Linked DNA regions of Mus musculus: region 2 is linked to region 1. Evidence: chromatin contacts called from public HiChIP or PLAC-seq data. All regions are on one chromosome and are shown on one strand. The core of a region is the stretch at or near the end of the contact, and the rest is flanking DNA. Distances in the headings are between cores, read along the strand shown. Region 1 has its middle 24 kb from the start of Fbxo47. Region 2 holds the start of Rpl19 (ribosomal protein L19).

Region 1 (5,371 bases), core at 2,794-5,293:
CTCAGTGCCCAAAGCTTACCAGTTGGTCCACTGCACTGTCTCGGCTACTGCAGGCTCTGCAGGCTACATACCCAGTCAAAGAGCAGGGTAGCCATTTGCTGGGAATTACATTAGCAGATTACCCTGAGGTCAGGATAACCAGTGCGTTTAGGTTCACACAAAGCCACACTAGTGTTATTGACTGAGTACTGACTGCCAGGTCTGTACAAGAGCTCCATATGCTTGCACCAAAGATGTAAGGCAGAAATTATTCTTATTACCATCTAAACTGGGTTCAGAAGACTTAAATCACAAGATCACCAGGATAAGAATAATGGCGGAGTTCGTCTTGTATTCCTTTCCTTCTTTCCTTTCTCTTCCTTTTGTCTGTCTATATCCCAACCTGGGTGTGCAAGCACTTGAGTATGTGCATGCACACATGCATGTGAGTGTGTGTGTTCCTGTGTGTGTGTGTGTGTGTATACAAACAGCCTCGGGGGTCATTCCTCAGTGACTTCCACCTTGGCAGATTGGCCTGGAATTTTCTCAGGTAGTGTAGATGAGGCAGCCAGCAAGCTTCCAGGGGCCTGCTGTCTCCACCGTCCCTGTGGCCATCCTTGCGATTACAAACACAGGAAGCTTCCTCGCGTACACTGGCGAAGCTCACTCAGGTCCTCTAAAACGTAATTTTCTAACATATACAAAGGCCCCGGAAGCTGATGTGTGAATGAACTTCTACCCATCACCAAGATACGGCCGCCATGAACAGAGGCTGCTCTTGTCGCAGCTCTATCCTCCCGTCCTCTGTCACTGTGTTGACACACACATGAGACATCATGTTATTTCATTTACAGATAGCTCATTGAGCATCTCCAAAGGAGGAGGAGACACTTCAACCTCTCCGAATTATGACCAGACATGAAAGTTTACCAAGCAGAGACCCTATTCTATTGTTCTTTTTTTGTTTTGTTTTGTTTTTTGTTTTTTGGAGACAGGGTTTCTCTGTATAGCCCTGGCTGTCCTGGAGCTCACTTTGTAGACCAGGCTGGCCTCGAACTCAGAAATCCGCCTGCCTCTGCCTCCCGAGTGCTGGGATTAAAGGCGTGCACCACCACACCCGACCTCTATTGTTCTTTGAAACAGATGACTGTGCAATTTATGACATCCCAGAGGACACCACCCCCAGGACACATGTTAGCAGAATGTGGTGGCACAGTCAGTGACTGCTGAGTTCAGGAATGGCTGTCTAGCAGCCCCACATCCCATGGTCCTATCTACCTAGCCGGGTGGAACAGCTGTACTCCCCACATTATCCCCCACGCAATTCCGACCCACCCACAGAGGAAGGCGAGGGGATGGCTTCTACGTGACTCTTTCTGTCTCAGAGGGATCTCTCACACTGTTGGTGGACTCTATCTTAGGTGTGCGTGGAGTAACACTGACATTGAACACATCTACTATGTGTCAGATGTTGAGCTAGGCAGTTCCATATTCTCCAACAAACCTACTATGAGTCAGACACTGACAATGACTGAAAGCACCTACTATGTGTCAGATGCTAACCTAGGCATTTCCACATGTGCCCACAACATAGCATGTAGGTTTTTAAATGTTGATTCAATTTTTGTGGTTTGAGTTTCCATTTGACTAGAAATTTCATCCTACATTTGAAATGCCACAGAAAGCAATAAACCACTTTGGGGCTGAAACCCTCAATCAGTGTTTCTAAAAAAAAAAAAAAAGTGTGAGTATGGATGTGTACGTGCGTGCATCTAAACCACTTCGAGAGTCATCCTGGACAGTGTGACTCTTTCAAACCGGGGATATGACTCCTGCTCTGTCCTGCTCTACCTCACCACAGTAGAAAGAAAGCATCCCAAATTCAAGTCCACCAATAGTCATCATCTCCCATTTCCATGCTTCAGGGTTTGTAGATGAGAGAGGTGGGGGAGGGAGGATGGGAATAGGGAAGGAGGAAGAGGAGGAAGAGGTAGGTCTACAAGGCAGGAGGTAACAACTGGCTTGGCAGATGTGGAAATTGAGTCCGGGGAGAACGAGCATCAGTGTGGTGTGGGAAGCAGAAACCAAGATGACACTGGACAGGCCACCAGGGGACACAGGATATTTCCCAGGACTCTGGGTTCCCTCCATAGGCATGCACAGATCTTGGTGCCACACAGTTGGCTGCCCTCCAGCTCCTGGTGACAGCCTTTACCAAGATGGCTGGCGTTGTTCTTATCTATATTCTTTGACAAGCCATCTGTCTGCTCCATTCGGCAGGGCTCTTGTTGCTGGTGAAGACACAGCTGGGCTTGCTGCCCTCTGAGTCTCCAGCAGAAGAGGGTTTGCTCCTCCTGGCCATTCTGTTGGACAGAAGGGTCACATCTTCTAGGGACAGACGGACAACTTGTCAGAACAGCTGTGGGAGCTCAAAGAAGGTGCAGGGACAGAAGCAAGGGTTCTTTAGAGCTCTGGAGGGTGGGCTGTGGTGGAGGGTGGGCTGTGGTGGAGGGTGGGCTGTGGTGGTGGGGGTGAGCTATGGTAAAGGGATCTTAGGCTATGGTGGAGGAAGGTGATGGAGGGTGGGCTGTAGTGGAGGGTGGGCTGTGGTGGAGAGTAGATAAGCTGTGGTAGAGGGTGGGCTGTGGTGGAGGGAGGGTGGCCTGTGGTGGAGGGAGGATGGGCTGTGGTGGAGGGTAAGGGAAGAAATGGGTATTGACTTTAGAGAAGCTGCTGGGCACTTTGTAAAGACCTGATCAGGCATGCTGAGGCCTCCCACTAAGGAAGGGGACTGGTGGAATTGTCACAGATCTAAGGAATGCTTTCCGGGCACAGCAGACATCATAGGTTGCAGTAGAGGATCGGTGGCGGCCAGGGAGGGCAGGCACAGGGTCCTGAGTATACCCTACTCTACGTACTTCCCTCTTTCTGGCCCCCTTGGATAGTGAGCCTTTATATAAGCCCCTTCCTGGCTCTCAGCATCCTAGAATAGCCACATAGGGTACTGGTTTCTTATTTTCAAGTGCTCAATACATATTTTTTGGTGAAGGTCTACAGAGATGCTTTTGAGAGATACTGAAGCCCCTCAGCGGGACAGTGGGAAGTCAAACTGGGCAGACAGGGTTGCTTTAATGAGAGCACCTGCTTGGCAAGAGACTGGATACGCAGCAGGAGCATCCGATGGCAAAAGAATGATGGGGACATTAACAGAAGTAACAGGAGCAGGGGCGGAAGAGAATGCGTGGGAAAGGGCAGTGCGACGGTGCTTCTGGGTTGGGACAAGACCGCTAAAAATATCTGCCCAGCAGCTGGACACATAGAACGCCAGCCCCACTAACCTTGTGGCCTGGGAAGGTCCTACTTTCATTTCTGTTGTAGTGATAAAAGATTCTGACAACAGTTTAGGAAAGAAGCAGTTTATTCTACTGATAATTGCAGGCTATATTCCATTATTTCAGGGAACTCAAGGCAGGAACCTAACGTATCAAATCCACAGTCAATGCAAAGAGAGAAGAAGCTGGCTGCCATCTCTCTTTATTCTGTCTTATGCAGTTCAGGACTCTCCCTGCATAGAGAATGATGCCTCCCATAGTGGGCAGGGTCTTTCTACCACAATTAACAATCAAGGCATTTTCCACAGACAGGACTAAATAGGCCACCCTGATCTAGATAATTCTCCAATAGGAAAGACTCCCGGAGGTGCTAGAGAGAAGGCTCAGTGCTTAAGAGCCTGTGTTATGCGTTACTTTTGCAGAGGAACCAAGTTTTGTTCCCAGCACCCATGTCTTTTTTTTTTTTTTTTTTTTTTTGGTTTTTTTTTTTTGGTTTTTTCGAAACAGGGTTTCTCTGTATAGCCCTGGCTGTCCTGGAACTCACTTTGTAGACCAGGCTGGCCTTGAACTCAGAAATCAACCTGCTTCTGCCTCCCGAGGGCCCATGTCTTTTTTTTAAAAAGATACATTTAAAAAAATGATTCATTTTGAAAAGAGTCAAGATGTGTCAAGCTGCTAGTAAAAACCAGAGCAGGAGCCACACGCAAAGCTGTGCTAGCAGTTGTCTCAGGAGAGGGTGTGACCACCCAGGAGGGCAGAGAGAAGACAAGAGGCTCTGGGTGGAGCCTTGAATCAACACTGAGGAGAAAAGAGCAACTAGCTGTTGAGGAAAGAAAAGGAGACTCCGGCAAGGGCAGAGTCAAGGCAGACAGGGAGGAGTGGCTTAGGCCAGGAGATGACCCCAGGATGCCCCAGAAATCCAGTGAGCAAACCTGGGCTACCACCCAGTAGCAAGAGAGTTCTCAGAGGACACAGTGATGAGGCTGTGGGAGGGCAGGATCCAGATTGTGTTGGTTAACAAAGAAGTGGGTGTGAGGGCTATGGAAGCCAAGGGAAACACTCTGGGAAGGGCTCTGGCAGGATGCAGAGAAGAAAGTCCCACTCCAGATGGAGGTGGGGCTGAGGGGAGCCTGTGTACAGAATGGGAGACACAAGAAGGGGTTTGTAAGCAGAAGAGGAGTCTGGAGGCAAAGGGCGTTTGATGATAGAGAAGGTCCCAAGGCAAGAGAGCGCACAGTCAGACTAATGATAGCTTAGCACATGCCTAGCTTGTGTCAGAGCATGGGTTTCCTGTCAGAACCTCAACAATAGAGTAAAAAGCATGCAGATCAAAGGAGTGATGCATTTAGTGAACATAGCAAGTCCTTAGAGAAGTGGAGTGTGAGCTACACAGCATCAGTCTGTTTTATTTCACCTCATCTTCACAAAGGACTTACTGTTTTCACTAAAATGCAAGAAAGTTAAATGGGTCACCCAAGATCACATAGCTTATCAAAGCTCGGGATCAAAGAATCAGTGAAGAGAAGTTCATAGGCTGAAGACTCAGTGCAGTTGGTAGGTGCTTGCCTAGCCTGCACGAAACCATGGGTTCAATCCCCAGTTCTACATAAACTGAGCATGGTGGCTCAAGGCTGTGATCCCAGCACTTAAGAGATAGAGGCAAGAAGATTAGAAATTCAAAGATAAATATCCTTGGCGACATATTGAGGGGCCCAGCCTGGGCTACATAAGACCTGTCTCAAAAAGAGAGAGATATATTAGGTACCAAAGACCCAAAGAGAATAGGAAGCAGGCTCTTGCCCTCATAGCCTTACAACCAACATCAGTAGACTAGGCTCTACCCTACCAACAAAATGCTCAGAAGATGTGCAAATAATAAAAGTTCAGCTGGGGCAAAGGAGAGGATGCACCAGGCCGAGTTCAAGAGGAGGTGACGTTTGACCTGAGTCTGGAAAAACCAGAAGGGAAAAGTTGGCTGACAAGCGAGTGACCGTCCCAGACAAATAGAACTAATACGCACAAGCCTGAGCCGCTGGGAACTGTGACCAATTCACTGTTCC
Region 2 (5,419 bases), core at 1,758-4,257, 120 kb before region 1:
TAGCCTGAGCCATCTCTCCAGCCCCAAGATCCATCTTGAACTTACGCCAGGAGCTTCTTGCGGGCCTTGTCTGCCTTCAGCTTGTGGATGTGCTCCATGAGGATGCGCTTGTTTTTGAACACATTCCCTTTGACCTTCAGGTACAGGCTGTGATACCTGCAGGAGACAGTGTAACTCTGGTTAACAGTGGGACATGTGGGTTTGTTCCTCTCCCCAAGGTCACTAAGTCTGTTATTACAGGGACTCCAGTCCCCAAAGGCTTTGGGGGCAGCTCCTACACACTACCTGCCTGGCCAATTTAAATCTTAGGCTACTGATAGCATAAGGGGAAAATAACCCACTTCTCTGGCGGATTCCCTGTTCAAACTGAGACAGAGATGGATGAAAAGACAAAGCCATAAAAGTGGGAGCTTACATATGGCGGTCAATCTTCTTGGATTCCCGGTATCTCCTGAGAAGCCGGCGCAGGATCCTCATCCTTCTCATCCAGGTCACCTTCTCAGGCATCCGAGCATTGGCAGTACCCTTCCTCTTCCCTGAGCAAGAATTAGAATCGAGACTCTTTAAGTTTTAAGTTACTCACCAGAGGCAACTGAGCTGTCTTCCCCTCACCTGTCTTTCATTTTAAGAAATATTAGGTCCATCCAAACACTTAATTTCTGTTACCTACTGAGTCAAGAGAAGACAAACAGCAGAGACGGATGGATGGCTCTGCACAGGTCAGAGCTGTATAGAGGACAGTCTCAATAAACACAGACATTAACAACTAATTTCTCCTTTCAGGGCTGGGGACAGCACTAAAGCGGGTCTTGAAATTGAGATCCACCAGCTTTAGCACAAACTCTCACTCTATGAGCCATGAGGCTGTGGCAGGACAAAGGGTAGTATGTATGACCCCCTATCCTGTAAACAACAATGGCCCTACAAGTCATTTCCCCAAACAGGTGGGCCACGAGAGCTGGGACCAAACTTCACATCCCCTGCATGATCATCAGTAAGCGTACCCCAACTTCCTAGCCACCCCTTTCAATCCCATTTAAAAACATCCAGTAAGCTGGGCAGTGGTGGTGCACGCCTTTAATCCCAGCACTCGGGAGGCAGAGGCAGGCAGATTTCTGAGTTCAAGGCCAGCCTGGTCTACAGAGTGAGTTCCAGCACAGCCAGGGCTACAGAGAAACCCTGTCTTGAAAAAAAACAAAAAACAAAAAACACCCAGTAGAATCCCCAGCATAAGCAGAATGTAGGGACTTAATGCTGACATCTTTTCCCACCAACAAACTCAGCACTAGTGCCAACTTGTATCCATGCAAAAGAAGATAGTTACCACCCAGCAACTGCACAAGATGGGAGAAAAAATATCACCAGTGTGAATGTAGAGCCGGACCGGTCTTAAGCTTGCTGACAAGTGCTCTACCCAGTGTACCCATCTAAGAGGCAGAGTGAAAGGCTAGACCATTCTCACCTATGCCCATATGCCTGCCCTTCCGTCGGGCCAGGGTGTTTTTCCGGCAACGAGCCCGGGAATGGACAGTCACAGGCTTGCGGATGATCAGCCCATCCTTGATCAGCTTCCTGATCTGCTGACCTGGGAAGGCACAACACACCCGTTAGTAAAGTGCCAGCCACAAAAGTCAAGCTCTTACCCTTGACCCAACATCCTGAAAAGGAGATGAAATCCTGGAATACTTATTTTAAAAAGAACATTTACCTCGTAAATATTTCATAGCATATTGGTGTATCTGAAATGCAGTTTAACAAAGTACTTGGTCTGATACTAACAAGGCTTGCTTCTGTCTTGAAACCTCATCCAACATCCTCCAGTCTTTAAATATCAAAAACTTCCACGGGACATAAAATACTCACTTTACTCATAAATTATTAATGTAACACGAGATGGTTGCACCCTATAAACTATTTCTATATACAATGATATATGTATAAGACATACATACTTATCTCCTTATAGGTAGATAGTGAGTGAGGGTGACAGATCATACTCACGGGAGTTGGCATTGGCGATTTCATTGGTCTCATTGGGATCCAACCAGACCTTCTTTTTCCCGCAGCGGAGGACACTAGAGGCAAGCCTCTTCTGTAGCCTGAGCATACTGGGTACACAGAAAGCACTAGTAAGCCCTGGAAGCGACATCTGAACAACAACAAACACTCCAAGCAAAATCTTCCCTCTAAAATATACACCAGTATGCATACATTTCTATTAAGGGCAAACACACCCCCTAGACCTAAAATTTTTGCCACCCCTTCCTGTCCTCTAATAACTATTTCCAAAGCAAGGCCTTAAATCCAAACCAAGAAAGACCTGGGCAATGAACGTGGCCAAAGTGGCCAGCCATTTGAGATCTGGGGTGGGGGGAAGGGGTGCTTAAGCTCTTCCGGGTACTTGGCTCGGTGAAGACTTTAATGTTAAGGATCAGACACGAATTGATCAGACTCGACTGTGACGCAGCCTGTTTACCCAGAACAGGCGAGGCTCTTTGCTTTCTGGGCTCTTTTTCACGTTAATAAACCTCGTCCAGCCGTTCGGGCGGAAGCCGACCCGGCACCTCATCCTCCGCACTCGGAGGCCTGGCCTTGCCCGAGACTTGTCCCACGTTACATGGTAGGGGTCTGTTGGGCTCCGGCGAGCCGAGGAGCCACTCAGGGCCCTGTCGCCGCTGCTCTCCCCGCGCCCTGCCTCACAACGCGTGACAGGCAGAGAGCGGCGCCCGCGGGAGATCTTCGGGCCTCGGCGTCCCGCGTTCCACCCTCCCTAGGCCCAGGCCGTGCGCGCTCTCCGCGCTCCGGGTGCGGCCGCACCACGCTCGCCTCCCCTCTCCCCTCTGCCATCCGGGGTCCCGGCCCCGATCCCTGCCAAGCCTTGCCGGCCCCGTCGGCCCCGTCGACCTCATCGGCCAAGAACCGAGAGCCGGGCCCGCTCACCTCATGGCTGCGGCCGCAGCAGCGAAAGGAAAGAGCTTGTGGGCCGCAGGCTCCGCCCATTATCTGCGAAGGGGAGAGCCCAAGCCCCACTCCATGATTGTCTGTATTTACGCTACGCTATTTCACCTTATTTCATCTCACACTAATTTGTTTTCTTCCTAAAAAATCGTGATCCTAGATACTGGAGATCGAGAATCAGTTTTAAACTGTAAAACACAAAAGACCTACCCCTTTCGTCGGGCAAAATGGTTCAGTCCGACTCCGCGGCGCACATGCGCAGTGAGGGCGTTTGGTCACGTGGTCCTCTGGGTAGCCGGAAGTCACGCTAAGTCGCGCAGGCGGCGTGAGGAGGGTTTGGCCTGGACGGCCTGGTCTTCGCGGAGGGCTAGCGGTCTGTGAAAGGTTTCTAGATTAGCTGGGAGAAAAGGAGCGAAGGGAGTGTTAGAGAATAAGGACGGCGGAGAGCCAGCGGACACTACCCCGCTTTCGCTCCCAGAGAGTAGTAGCTCGCGCGCAGGCAAAAACCAAGAGATTTTTCTCAGTGCCCCCGCAGATCCCTATCTCTGGATGCTTCCATTTCAATCTCCATTGTAGTCTGAACCTAAGCCTCGTATTTCTGTCATCCACTTGTGAAAATCATATGCATCTACTATTACAAAAAAGGCGTTAGCACAAGCAAGCGGAACCAATCTCGTTTGGCTCAATCTGCACTGTAGCAAGTCCGTGTGAGGAGACCCTACATTGACTAAACGAAGGGTTGTCAGAACAAAAAAGGACGAATGGCTTTGGAGACCTCTGACTGAAAACCCAAAGAGAATGTTCTGGGGGCCAAAAGTTCAAATATCTGGAGCTCCGGAGCGGAGCAGCTGGCTTACTCCCTTAATCCTGTCAGGAAATGATATGGACCCAAATTTAAGGTGGTCCAGGCAATCTGGGCTACAGAATAAGACCCCAGTACTTGGGAGGCAGAAGGATCAGAATTTCAAGGCCACCCTTAGCGACATATGGAGTTCAAGGCCAGCCCGGATATTGGGAGCCCCGATTAAAAAACAAACCCAAAAACCAGGGAGTGGGACTAGAGATGGCACAGGCTTGTGCGTTTGCAATGGATTGCAGTTGGATTCCCAACATCCATATCTGCCTGTAAACATTCAGAACTGTCAGTAACTCCTTGCTACCTGGTGCCCTGTGCCAGTCTCATGCGCTGGCACAGTGAGGTAGAGCAGATATGATGGCATGCATGGATATGCACATAAATAAAAATAACCCTGTTTTTTAAAAGTCCTAGACCCAAGCTGGGTATTGTAGTATGTACCAGCACTCAGGAGGCAAAGGCAGGTGGATCTCTGTGAGTTTGAGAACAGCCTGGTCTAGATCAGGGTTCTGGTCCTCTTGCTTACTTGAATCAAGAGTCTTTCTTTTTCTCTGCTTGTTTTTGAGACAAGGTCCTGTTATGTAGCCTAGGATGGCCTCAACTCTATCTTCCTGCCTCTACCTTCTCTCCAGTGCTTGAATTGCACTTACAGGTCTGCGTCTCTGTGCTTGGTTGCTATCTTCTTTGAATTTTCTAAGCAGTAAAATGAGCTGAGAGTTAAAAGGAAAGAGCCAGGGTAAGAAACATACTTATGCACTATCTCAGAAATAGTCAACTTTTAAAAAAATCTTCATTTTGGCCAGGCAGTGGTGGTGGTGCACGCCTTTAATCCCAGCACTTGGGAGGCAGAGGCAGGTGGATTTCTGAGTTCAAGGCCAGCCTGGTCTACAGAGTGAATTCCAGGACAGCCAGGACGACACAGAGAAACCCCGTCTCAAAAACCCAAAACAACAACAAAACAAACAAGCAAGCAAAAAATAAATAAATAAAAAATCCTCATCTTGGTGGTGCTGCACGCCTCCAAGCCCAGCATTTAGGAGGCAGATCTCTGGAAGTTCATGGTCAGCCTGGGCCAGATGAGCTACATAATGAAACCCTGTCTCCAATCATCAAATAAAACAAACAAACAAAAATCTACATTGTTTTACAACTTATGAAACAGACTGGGTTTCTTTCTTCTCCCTTCTCTTCTTCTTCCTCCTCCTTTTTGTGGGAGGATCTGTAGACCTTACCCAGTCTGCACGTCCTCTGTAAAACAGGCTGACCTTGTACTCACAGAGGCCTGCTGCCCCTGCCTCTAGAATGTTGAGGTTAAAGGCCCTCCTGTCATTCCTAGCTAGAGAGGCCCATGCTGCTGCCTCTTGCCAGGCTCTGTTGTCCTCAGTGTGCAGACAGGAACCCTGCCAGTGTTGGCAATGTTCATGGTTTCCTCACTACTCAGGGTCCTTATCAGATGATGTGATCAGAGAATGAACATCACTTCTCAGAATCCACAGTGAGGAATCCAAACAGCACACAGGCTCTAGGCAAGCAAAACGCAGAAAATAGTCTTTATTTTAGGGCACTGGACGTTGGCAAAGCTGCTTCTTCTTCTTCTTCTTCTTC

The links. HiChIP or PLAC-seq counts read pairs in DNA pulled down with a chosen protein or histone mark.
Region 2: an H3K27ac HiChIP or PLAC-seq map of embryonic stem cells shows a contact between it and region 1, with 13 read pairs. The contact joins the promoter of Rpl19 here to the enhancer-like site in region 1. A contact is called at or near these places in 4 of 39 promoter capture datasets (the 3T3-L1 cell line, embryonic stem cells, hippocampal neurons and 1 more), 2 of 15 datasets of contacts at CTCF or cohesin (the NIH/3T3 cell line and large pre-B cells), 11 of 484 Hi-C or Micro-C datasets (the C2C12 cell line, the N1E-115 cell line, bone marrow-derived macrophages and 5 more), 40 of 115 datasets of contacts at active chromatin or transcription factors (the 230-238 cell line, CD8 T cells, the HPC-7 cell line and 30 more) and 4 of 9 other capture datasets (adipose tissue, liver, macrophages and 1 more).

Annotation. Positions count from the first base shown.
Region 1 is chr11:97,904,978-97,910,348 of GRCm38.p6, reverse strand. No RefSeq gene overlaps it. Among named protein-coding and RNA genes, the nearest start is that of Fbxo47, 24 kb to the right of the region's middle. Within about 2 kb of position 4,043, at least 16 of the 459 cell types and tissues checked have an H3K27ac peak or open chromatin away from gene starts, as enhancers often do. A contact at or near this core is called in CD8 T cells, Th17 cells, effector CD8 T cells and 1 more, where this site is marked.
Region 2 is chr11:98,024,512-98,029,930 of GRCm38.p6, reverse strand. Rpl19 (ribosomal protein L19) reads right to left here and starts at 3,007. Exons shown (of 6, transcript NM_009078.2): 1 at 2,941-3,007; 2 at 2,002-2,108; 3 at 1,463-1,585; 4 at 416-536; 5 at 46-156. The coding sequence starts at 2,945.